Regions from separate parts of the Mus musculus genome. Here region 1 is linked to region 2. Evidence: chromatin contacts called from public HiChIP or PLAC-seq data. All regions are on one chromosome and are shown on one strand. Each heading gives the region's core, a stretch centred on a gene start, on an enhancer-like site or on the middle of the called end of the contact. The rest is flanking DNA. Distances are from core to core; before and after follow the strand shown. Region 1 overlaps Rabep2 (rabaptin, RAB GTPase binding effector protein 2). Region 2 overlaps Gm30928 (a long non-coding RNA gene).

Region 1 (5,732 bases), core at 2,913-5,412, 91 kb after region 2:
GACTGTTTACAGAAAAAGCACAGAAACACAGACAGGCTAACTTTCACAGAGTGATATAGACACATAGCAGCAGATTTGAACCCAGGAAGTCTGGCAACTTCTATATCTAATGTTAGTATATGTTAAGTTAGTGGGCTGGGACCAGTGAGATAGCTCTGTGGGCAAAGCCTGATGACTTTACAACCCCAGAACCCACAAGGTGGAAGGAGAAATCCTCCTCTCATGCTGGTCTCTGACCTCTACCCTTACAGCAGAAACAGAACCAAGCCCTGAAAATTATCCTCTAACCTCCACATGTGTGACCTGGCACAAGATCACACACCTACACAAATAAAATTAAATGTGTGTGTGTGTGTGTGTGTGTGTGTGTGTGTGTGTGTGTGTGTGTGTGATTTTTGTTGTTGTTGTTGTGATGTTTTGTTTTTTCAAGACAGGGATTCTCTGTGTAGTAGACCAGGCTAGCCTGGAATTCAGAGATCTGCCTGCCTCTTCCTCCAGAGTGCTAGGAGTAAAGGCCTGCACCAACACTCTCGGGCAGAAATAAAATAACTCTAAAAGTTTCATATAGTTTGTGTATGTGTGTGTGTGTGTGTGTGTGACCCTGACAGAGGACAACTTGTGGGAGTTCCTTTTGCTGAGTGGGTCCTGGAGATGGAACTCAGATTATTGGTCTTGGCAGCAAGCACCTTTATCTACTGGACTATTTTCCTAGCCCATAAATAAATCCAAAATAAGTAAATGAGCTGGGCAAGGTGCTGCACTCCTTAGTCTCAGTACTTGGGGGATATCTGTGACTTCCAGACCAGCCTGGTCTATATAGTAAATTCCAGGCCAGCCAGGGCTACATAGTTAAACCCTTTCTAAAAAAACCAACCAAGCAAGCAAAAAATACCTCAAATATTGGCCAGGCATGCTGTTGCATATCTATAATCCCAGCACTTAGGAGTCAGAACCTGAAAGATCTCAAGTTTCAGGCCTGCTTTGAAAAAAGACAAAACAAACGAATAAGTAGCTGAGAAAATACAAAAGGTTAACGTGTACTTAACATCACTGCCATCTGCCGCTAATCTGTGGCTTAATTTCCAGACCTCTGAGTATGACGCCTTGAGAGCCATGTATGTCACCTTTTTTGCCTTTCCCTTCACCCTTTGCACACCATTATACTTGGGCTCTTCTGGTGTGCCAGCATGCCCAGACACATCAGCCCATGCTGGTCCTGTAGCTCTGTTGTCCCTTCTTCTTCTCTACCAGCACCCTGTCCTGTCCAGGCCCAGGGGACACCCCCACTCCATCCCCTGGGATCCACAGCTTAGGAATGGACCTTCTCACCCCACATCACACTCCTACTGTTGTCATGGCTGTGTTCACCAAGCTGTGAGCACCAGGTGGTAGGCCTGTCTGGTTAATCCCTGTATTTATAATCACTAATATCAAATATTGATTTTCCTTCTTTCTTTCTTTCTTTCTTTCTTCCTTTCTTTCTTCCTTCCTTCCTCCCTCCCTCCCTCCCTCCCTCCCTCCCTCCCTCCCTCCCTCCCTCCCTCCCTCCCTCTCTCTCTCTCTTTCTTTCTTTCTTTCTTCTTTCTTTCTTTCTTTCTCTCTTTCTTTTTTTTCCCCCCCAAGACAGGGTTTCTCTGTGTAGCCCTGGCTGTCCTGGAACTCACTCTGTAGATCAGGCTGGCCTCAAACTTAGAAATCCTCCTGCCTCTGCCTCCCAAGTGCTGGGACTAAAGGCATGTGCCACACTACCTGGCTCAAATATTGATTGTCCCAGACATAGGAATCAGAATAGTTAACTAGATCTTCAGCATTTATACAAATAACTGGGCAGTTTGTGTTTCTGCAGATCAGATTGTTCAATTTTTTTTTCTGTATGTATTTGTACAAGTATGTATATGTATGTGTGCATACAATGTGCACATGTGCTTGCTTGATGTGAAAACCTGAGGCCAGTGTCAGGTGTCTTCCTCAATCGCTCTCTGCCTTATTTATTTACTTAGTTATTAATTAATTAATTTATTTGCAGCAGGGTCTCTTACTGAATCTGGAGCTCAGGGTTAAGCTAGGCTGACTGACCAGCAAGCCTGTGTCTGCCTCCTCATCTCTGGGGTTACAGGCACACGCTGTTGTGCATGTTTGTTTTAACCTTGATTTGTATTTTATGTGTATGGGTATTTTGTCTGAGCATACATCTGTGCCTGCAGAGGTCACAAAGGGTGTTGGATCCTTTGCAACTTGAGTTATAGGTGGCTGTGAGCAGCTATGTGGATGCTGGGAATTGAACCATGAGTTCTCCAGAGAAGCAGCCTCTGAGCTTGGTCTCTTAATATGGTACCTGGGGTTTGCACAAGGTGAGCACTTTACCATCTGAGCTGGCTCCTAGCCCTACATTTGTGATACATTTCCCCTAGAGTTTAGTTTGGTTTGCTTGATTGCAGGCCTCACCATGTAGCACAAGCTAGCTTCAATTTTGTAATCTTCCTCCCTCAGGCTCCCATGCACCGAGATTACAGGCCTACCATAATTTGTTTTTGTTTTTGTTTTTGAAGCAGTGTCTTTCTACATAGCCCTAGCTCTCCTGGAATTGGCTCACAGAAATCTCCCTGCCTCTGCCTCCTGAGTACTAGAGCCACCATGCCTGGCTTTCTGCTACCACAATTGATTCTTCAGTTGTACACTTTACCCCTGAGTAAGTCATAGCGAAAGTGACAATAGCCATAACAAGAATTCCAGCTTGCTGGATGGTGGCAGCGCACACCATTGATCACAGCACTCAGGAGATAGAGTCAGCCTGGTCTACAGAGCAAGTTCCAGGACAACCAGGCCTATGTAGAGAAACCCTGTCTCTAAAAAAAAAGAGAGAGAGAAAAAAAAGAAAAAAAAGAAATCTAACTCATACCACAATCAGTGTCTGCAGTTTCTGTCATAGGCTGTGTGCGGAAGCAGAGCCTTGAACTGTATCTGACATGTCTTGGGGTCCAGGTCTTGTTTTAGCCACAAAATCAAATATAATATCACACTGTTCTGAGAGAGGGAAGCAGGCATTTGGGGACCGTAGATACTACCCATCAGCCAGCTGTTGGCTATTTGGAAACTGTCAGTGACCAGTCTGCCCGACTTGACTATCTTACAAAGCATCATTTAGTCAGCTCTCCCATTCACTACAAGCTTCAGGCTGTGTCTCAAGGTATTCCGTCTGTCCTTGGTTTCCACCATGCCAAGGCTAACCATAAAGGTCACTTGCTCATATTTGAGTGAATGTGTTACCAGTGATTTGCAAGGAATGCTTTCGATTTTCTCTCCTGCACACAACAGAAAAATCTCCCGCGAAGGGACTTTTCCACTTGGGTTATGGGGAGCCGTAGTTTGTTTTGTGTTTGCTGTGCTTGGACAAGGTGGACTCTGTTTTTGTTCTTGGCCCTTCTGATATATTGCTTCCTTTGTTTTTACTAATAACAAGGCCTCTGGCAGTGGTGGCTCACACCTTTAATCCCAGCATTCAGGAGGCCAGCCTGGTCTGTAGAGCAAGTTCAAGGATGGCCAGGACTGTACCAAGGAGGAAAAAAAAAGCCAAAACCCAACCCAAACAAACAAACAAAAATTAAAAAATAATAGTAACAAGGCCTCATACTTGGCTGTTTTTAGTAAAAATATCCTGTGGTCAGTTCTTCAGTTGGGATATATCTGAGCAGTATATTGTCCAATTGGTCCTCACTATATGCCAGATGTTTGACATCTCCTATATGTCCTCTTAGTTCGTCAAACACTCAGGGTCACGCACTCCTTTTTGCTACTGAGGACCCTGGGCGAGAGGTGCTGAGGTCTTGCCTGGGGCCATTTCTGCCCAGCTCATAACTACTGTGGTTGATCACCTTGGAGAGGGCAGGCACCAAGTACCCACCCTTCCTGCCCACAGACTCCATCAGCAGCTACGAGACCCAGATCGCAGCCCTGAAACAGGAGCGGCAGCAGCAACAGCAGGACTTTGAGGAGAAGGATCGAGAGCTGGGCCACCTCAAACAGCTGCTGGCCCGGGCCCACCCTTTGGACTCCTTGGAGAAGCAAATGGAAAAGGTGGGGGTGGGACAACGGCCTGCCCTATCCCTGGGGTTTGAAATGATAGTGAGCGTTGTTGTCCCATAGCCTGTCATTGGACACAGTAATGATTCTGGGTAGAACACAGAGCTTCCCCATTGTTGAAAGCTTAGCAGGATCCTTGCTACAAGTTTATTTACCTCTAGAAACAAGGTCAGTCATGCAGAGGAAGGAAAGTAACCCTTTCCGTGCCAGACACTGTACTGAGTGCTCACCTGTTTGAGCTCCTGCAGTCTAATGCTTTCTTAACACTTATTAATCACAATAGGAAGCTGGGTGTGGTGACAGATACTGGCAGTCCCAGCTGTTTGGGAGGCTAAGGCAGGAGGATGGCTTGAGACTAGGGCTTCAAGAAAGCCTGGATAACATAAGACACTTAGTGTTTGTCTCTCTGCCTCTCTGCCCCTTTCCTTGCCTGCCCTCTTCTCTTTGAAACAGGATCTTACTGTGTAGCTGAGGCTGGCTTTGAACTTGGCAAAGGCCTCCTGCCTCAGCAACTCAGTGCCGGTATTTATGGGAATGCACATCCATAGCCAGCTAGAAACCTGGAGTGTGTGTGTGTGTGTGTGTGTGTGTGTACATGTATGTGTACATGGGTACATGCATGCAAACATATTTCATGCGTTCTAGGCAAGCACTCTTTATTTTTTTAACACCTGCACATTGTGGTGCATATCTATAATCCCAGCATTGGGAAATCTGGGCAGAAGAATTATGAGTTTAAGGCTAGCCTAAGGGTACATAGTAATTCCTCCATCTCAAAGACAATAAAAAGAATTAAAGTCTGGGTGCATATATTTCCATATGATCCCTCTTATTAGCGGTATGTGCTCATACCTTATTTGATCTCACAGAAGCTTTGTGAGGTAGGTATTTAGTTAGAACCCAAAGAAACAAGCGCTAGAGTATATTTCCTGCCTATGAAAACAAAGACCCAACAGGAGCCCAGGGCTAGACTAGGGCTGTGGTTCAGTTGCTAGAGTGGTTGACTAGCATGCAGGAAACCCTGGGTTCAGTCCCAGCACTGCCTAAAACCCTGCATGGCGACACTTGCCTATACTCGGAGGAAGGAGGATCAGAAACCCAAGTTCAAGGCCAGCTTAGGATGCAAGATCCTACCTCAAAAATCAAAACAAAACCAGGGCCATGGAAAGAGAGGCTTTGACGTACTGCTTCCACTAGGAGGCGCTGTTTGCAGGTTTGGAGGCCGGCTGCCCCACACTCCGCTGGACTGTGTAGTTGGCCTGTGCACAGCGTGTGTGTCCCAGGGCTTCACATGGCTTACCCTGTCTGTGGCACATGGAATGTTAACTTAGTTTGTCTAAGGAGAGTTTGGGGGGATTCAAGAGGTTGAAATGGAATCGGTTGAGAAAGGTGGTAACAGATGAAGCATGACTGGCTGTTGCCTGGAGATGTATCGGGGTGGGACCGGTTTTTTGTTGTTGTTTGTTTTACTGACCCCATGCGGATCCCAAGCTTGAAAGGAGACAACTAAGAAATGGTCCTCTTTATGATAAGGACAGGAGGAAGGGCAGGGGTGTCAGCTCAGTCTTACGAGAGAAAGCCTGTCGGGTACGGGCTGCATGGGATTGGAAACCTACAGCAGCAGTGGTTTAAGTAAGATAGGAAGTTGGTTT
Region 2 (5,918 bases), core at 615-3,114:
GTTCAAAGTGTTCAGAGAGTTTCTCTCATGTCACAGGGAGTGCCAGCCCCAGTGAATTATTAATGGATTATTGGGATTATTAATTTCCCCCATTGGTAAAAGTCATTATTATTGTTATAATTAAAATTACATTATTATTAAAAATAGATTCTTCTTTCATACAATACATTCCAACCACAGTTTCCTCCCTGGCCGCTCCTCCCAGCTACTCCCTACCTCTCAGCTCCCCCCAGATCCACTCCTCCCACCCCATTTCCTTTCAAAAGAACAGACTGCCAAGAGACAACAACCAACATGACCAAAAAAAAAAAAAAAAAAAGATACAATAAGACAAGGCAAAAAGCCCTCATATCCAGGCTGGACGAGGCAACCCAACAGGAGGGAAGAGTCCCAAGAGCAGGCAAAAGAGACAAAGACACACCTGCTCCCACTGTTGGGAGTCCCAGGAAAACACCAAGCTAACAGCCTCAATGTTGTTTTTTATAAATAAATTAAAAAAAAAAAAAGGAAGGAAGGAAGGAAGGAAGGAAGGAAAGAGAGAGAGAGAGAGAGAGAGAGAGAGAGAGAGAGAGAGAGAGAGAGAGAGAAAGAAAGAAAGAAAGAAAGAAAGAAAGAAAGAAAGAAAGAAAGAAAGAAAGAAAGAAAGAAAGAAAGAAAGAAGAGAGCCAGGTATGTGTGTGGTAGAGTCATGGTATGGTGAGATGGAAGGGGGTGCCTCTGCGGGCCCAGGCTGAGCCATCCCTTCCCCCTGAGGGACCAGCCATACGACAGATATAGTATGGAATAGTTTATTCAGGGCATGGGGAGGGAGGTTGAGGGCGTAGAAGAGAGAGAGAGACAGAGAGACAGAGAGAGAGAGAAGGGAAGGGAAGGGAAGGGAAGGGAAGGGAAGGGAAGGGAAGGGAAGGGAAGGGAAGGAAAGGGAAGGAGAGGAGGCAGGCTATGAACAGGTGGAGAAAGGCTGGTAGAGGAATGGGGAGAGGAGGGTAAGAGAGGAAAAGGAAGAGAGTAAGGAGGGGGCAAGCAGCCCCCTTTATAGTGAGTCAGGTATACCCGACTGTTGTCAGATAACTGTGAGGCAGAGACTAGAAGAAATGCTAACACACAATATATACACACAGAGGGCAGACCCACGTAGGCCTTGGGTTTGCCTTAAGCCAAAATTTGATCACTCAGGAAATAGGTATGTATTTACAGAGAACTTCCATTACAGAATCAATCGAGTTTAAAGAAAATCCCAGGGCACCATTACAGAGGGCTATCTGGTAAGCTTGTATTTAAATATGACTGATAGGTTATTTCTCCGAGGTAAAATGAGCCAATTCAAACCAGATTCGACTATATTAAAGGCAGGTTTATTGGGAAGCTGCTTTCCAGTGAGTTCACAGACTGAGGCCAGGGGAGTCACCAGGGAGAGGCGGGGAGGGAGGAAGAAGAGAGAGCAAGCACACAGAGAGAGGGGGAGAAAGAGAGAGGGAGAGAAGGGGGACCCAAAATGTCAGCAATTATATAAGGGAGAACCTCTCGGGGAAGGCAGCCCAGCCCCTTAGACTGGAAAGTTCAAGCCTGGGGGCAGGATATGCCAGGAGGGACTGAGGAATGCTGGGAGAACCTGGAGGCCAGGTCTGCTTTGGTGTGTAAAATGTGCACCTCCGTCTCTAGTCCCAGTCTGAAGCCAAACATGGACAACTAAAGACCAACCCTTAGAGCATCCCCAAGCTGTAATTCGAGCCCGGGATGCTTTTATTTCGATGTTTTTTTATCCTCTTAGAATAGCAATGTACTTACTTTTAGTTCAACCCTGAGCCCTCTGCCAGTTATTTAAATCATTGCTCAGTTCAGCAGGATTAGCTGGTTTGCAAATTTTATCTTGAGAAACCTCTGCTGCAGCCTCCTGCCTGCCGTGAGCCGAGCCACCTGCCCCCACACCCGTGGTACCTTGGCTCCTTTCTCCGAATCCTCCCCTGAGCAGCCTCTTCTCTTTCCTGCGTTGAATCTCCAGGTCCCAACCAGGAACTGTTTGCTTCTTATTGAGGTTTCTCTTGTTTTCGTAGATTACATTTTTTTCCCTATAGTTTTCTTTTTTTTTTCTTTTTTTTTTAAAGATTTATTTATTTATATGTAAGTACACTGTAGCTGTCTTCAGACACTCCAGAAGAGGGCGTCAGATCTTGTTACAGATGGTTGTGAGCCACCATGTGGTTGCTGGGATTTGAACTCTGGACCTTCGGAAGAGCAGTCGGGTGCTCTTACCCACTGAGCCATCTCACCAGCCCATCCCTATAGTTTTCTAATAAATGGTCTATAAGATATCTGAAAGTTTGCCAAAAAACTTTCATCAGCTATTGCCACATCAATTCCCAAAATGCCTTCTGCGACCTTTGTGTCTGGTCTGTCTATACTTGTTAGCCTTTTGTCTAGGCTCTGCCCCACAGTTACCTGGCAACAGCTAGGTGTGTCTGACTCACTATGAAAGGAGCCTGTTTGCCCCCTCCTCTCTCTCTTGCTCTTCCCTTCTTGTTTTCTCTCCTCTAGCCCCTTCCTCATGCTCTTGGCCTCCCCTCCCCTCCCCTCCTCTCCCCTTCCCCCCCCCCCCACTACCCTCTAAACTCCCCTGCCCATGCTCTGAATAAACTCTATTCTATAATATACTCGTGTGGCTGGTCCCTCAGGGGGAAGGGACGCCTGAGCATGGGTCCACAGAGGCACCTCCTTCCCCCACACCTGACTACACATCCACCAAACATATTTCTTCTTCCTTATCTTTTTATAAAACACAACAGTACTAACATCTGTATTCTTTTTACCACCTTTGTTTGTTGCTGTTTGTGTGGTTTGTTGTGGTTTTTTTGTTTCGCTTTGTTTTTGGTTTTGGGGTTTGTTTTTTTTTTTTTTTTTTTTTTTTTTTTTTTGAGACAGGGTCTCTCTCTACAGCCAGCCTTAGCTCTCAGCCCTCTACCCCACTTTCCTATTGCTAATATTACATGCATATGATACCACACCATATATATCCATGTGCTTTCAGCATTTCTGCCAGCAATATAAAAGCTACGCCTCCCCACACACCCACAGCCGACTGATTTCCTTCTTCCCAATGGACTGCACGCATCCCTTTGGTGCTCTGATTGGCATTTCACTGGCCTCTGGTGAGGTTGAGAATCTGTTGTGTATTTATTTGCTGTTTGTGAACTGCTTTTTTTTAAATGTTCTTTTCTTTTTTATCTGTTGTTTTACTGTTCTCACTTGCCTGCCTTGGTTGAGAGTTCAGCTTGGCCCTCAACTTGGCTTATAGTCCTTCCTCATCACTCTCCCTCAATAGCTTTATACCAGATGAAAATATAAAATATATGCATAGTCAGAGCCTCTCTCTGTCACTCGGGGTGAACTCAGATTCTTAGTCCTCCTGTTTCAGCCTCCCAAGTGCTGGCATCAAACTTGTATGGCAGCACGCCTGGCCTCTGGTGTTTATTGACATTTCACGGAGAACGTGGGGAAGCTGGTCTGCAATGTCTCTCGGCTTCTCTTGATTTTGTTCTTCTCATTTGTTTCTTGGTTTTGCTGTGTGCATCAGATCTCTACATTAAGACTATGTTACCTGTAATCTCAGCACTAGGGAGACAGAGACAGGAGGATGCCTGGGTTTTGCTGGCCAATTCATTTATATAGTCAGTGAGCTCCAGGCTCAGTGAGAGAACCTGTCTCAGAGAACTAAGGTAGAGAAGCAATTGAGAAAGATACCTGATATCAACCTGTAGCCTAGACACACACACACACACACACACACACACACACACACACACAAATTTAAAAGAAAAAAAAATTATACTGCCTACCTGAAGTAAGAGCTTCCTTGAATGCTATAATCTAGAGTAATTTAGATAACCCTGGGATATCCCCTTTCTTTTCTTTATTGGCCCAAACACACTGGACTACTCAGAGTGGGCACCCTCTCCAGGATGTGGTCTGTACACTTAGAACCTTAGCAAATCTCACAGGTATAAGTTCTCAGTGTGGGGCTGGGGAGATGGCTCAGTGGTTAAAAAGGACAAAGGTCCTTATTTCAATTCCCAGCAACCACATGGTGGCTCACAATCATCTGCAATGTGATCTGACGCCCTCTTCTGCTGTGTCTGAAGACAAAACAACTACAGTGTACTCATATACATAAAATAAATAAATAAATCATTTTTAAAAAGTTTTCAGTGTGTTCCTTTGTTTTTATCAGTTTATCTGAAGGGATTTGAAATTGTCAAAACCTACTACCTTTCTTTTCTTTTTTTTTTTTTTTTTTTTTTTTTTTTTTTTTTGGTTTTTCAAGACAGGGTTTCTCTGTGTAGCCCTGGCTGTCCTGAAACTCACTTTGTAGACCAGGCTGGCCTCGAACTCAGAAATCCGACTGCCTCTGCCTCCCAAGTGCTGGGATTAAAGGCATGCGCCCCCTTGCCCGGCTTTTTTTTTTTTAACCTACTACCTTTCTAAGTCATTCTTTTTTTTTTTTTTTTTTTTGGTTTTTTTTTTCGAGACAGGGTTTCTCTGTATAGCCCTGGCTGTCCTGGAACTCACTCTGTAGACCAGGCTGGCCTCGAACTCAGAAATCCGCCTGCCTCTGCCTCCCAAGTGCTGGGATTAAAGGCGTGCGCCACCACGCCCGGCTTCTCTAAGTCATTCTTTGAGGTCAATTTCTGCCTGGCCTGTAACTCACTATGTGCACCAGCCTTTCCTCGGATGCACAGAGACCCAGCTTGCCTGTGCGTCCACAATACTGGAATTAAAGGTGTTACCATGCCCGTCTGCTAATTTTGCAAGTTCAAAAGAAATGTTATATAACATAAACTAAACAGAGACCCAGGGGACAAATAAAGGTCTCTTGTAACAGTCCCATCCTTGTCACCACGACTCAAGGTAAGAACAATTCCCCACAGCCTTTTCATGACAGATGCTGTCTGCTCACATACGAGGGAGTCCGGTTCCACAGGTTCCTTGCAAGAAGGCAGACGTCGGGCGGGCTGCAGCTCAGGGTTTATCTCCTTTACTCGTCTTTCCTTCCTTGCAGTAGAAAATGTGCCCACATTTAAACCCTTGGTGTTCACTTGCTCTGGAATGTATGTGGGCAACAGATAGACAGTCTCTGGGGACAGCAAGACAGATGGGGTCTGAAGCCGGCTTCCACAGTAGAACTGGCTATCGGATTCCTGCAGGGGGCAAGATAAGTTTGTGTGGAGCTTTAAAAAGTTAAAAAAAAACCTCAGAGCAGGTTCTCCATAGATGTGTCCTGTCGACCCCACCCCACCCCACCTCCAACAGGAGAGAACTGCACACTGTTAAATGGGCTGGAGGTAGGAAGTACCCTCAGATCTAATAAAGCATGAGAAAGTAGGCTAGTGCTCAGAGGTAAAGTAGCATGGTTGTAGGTGATGTGGGGTTAGCCTGAGTGCAGGTGGGAAAACTCTGAGGTAACTGAGAAGTTGCCTGCTGAAGGTCGCCCAGCCACAAAGTACTGAATCTTCCTAACTCTGGGCCTCTCCACCATGGGCTGTGTCCCCTACGAATCTGGGCAACTCAGAGCCTTCCACAGCCACCCACATTGCTAGCTTCTGCACACCTTTCACATTGTCCTGACATGACTCACCCCTCCCATGAGAGCCTATCAGGTCCCATCTTAGCAGATGCTTTCTTGGTTCCCACCCTCCTTCCCACTCCCCCTCCCCTTGCTGTGGAGTAGGACTCAGTGCAGAGAAGGTGCAGCAGGCTCACACAGGAGGCTAGAGGACTGGTCCTAACTTGGTAGCAAGAGGACAGAGGATCGGCTATTACTGCCACATCCCTAGCTCCCCTCATTCTGAGAGATGACAGACAGCCTCTAAATGCCTATCAGGGGCTGGTGAAATGGCTCAGTGGGTAAGAGCACCCGACTGCTC

Evidence for each region. HiChIP or PLAC-seq counts read pairs in DNA pulled down with a chosen protein or histone mark.
Region 1: a contact with region 2 is called in an H3K27ac HiChIP or PLAC-seq map of embryonic stem cells, with 5 read pairs. The contact joins two enhancer-like sites. A contact is called at or near these places in 1 of 484 Hi-C or Micro-C datasets (embryonic stem cells), 6 of 115 datasets of contacts at active chromatin or transcription factors (the SCID.adh cell line, effector CD8 T cells and embryonic stem cells) and 3 of 9 other capture datasets (adipose tissue, liver and pancreatic islet).

What each region holds. Positions count from the first base shown.
Region 1 is chr7:126,431,744-126,437,475 of GRCm38.p6, forward strand. Rabep2 (rabaptin, RAB GTPase binding effector protein 2) reads left to right here. Exons shown (of 13, transcript NM_030566.2): 3 at 3,917-4,074. Among named protein-coding and RNA genes, the nearest start is that of Rabep2, 5.8 kb to the left of the region's middle. Within about 2 kb of position 4,163, at least 6 of the 459 cell types and tissues checked have an H3K27ac peak or open chromatin away from gene starts, as enhancers often do. A contact at or near this core is called in embryonic stem cells, where this site is marked.
Region 2 is chr7:126,343,332-126,349,249 of GRCm38.p6, forward strand. Gm30928 (a long non-coding RNA gene) reads right to left here. Exons shown (of 5, transcript XR_003946673.1): 2 at 4,956-5,192. Among named protein-coding and RNA genes, the nearest start is that of Gm30928, 5.5 kb to the right of the region's middle. Within about 2 kb of position 1,865, at least 19 of the 459 cell types and tissues checked have an H3K27ac peak or open chromatin away from gene starts, as enhancers often do. A contact at or near this core is called in embryonic stem cells, where this site is marked.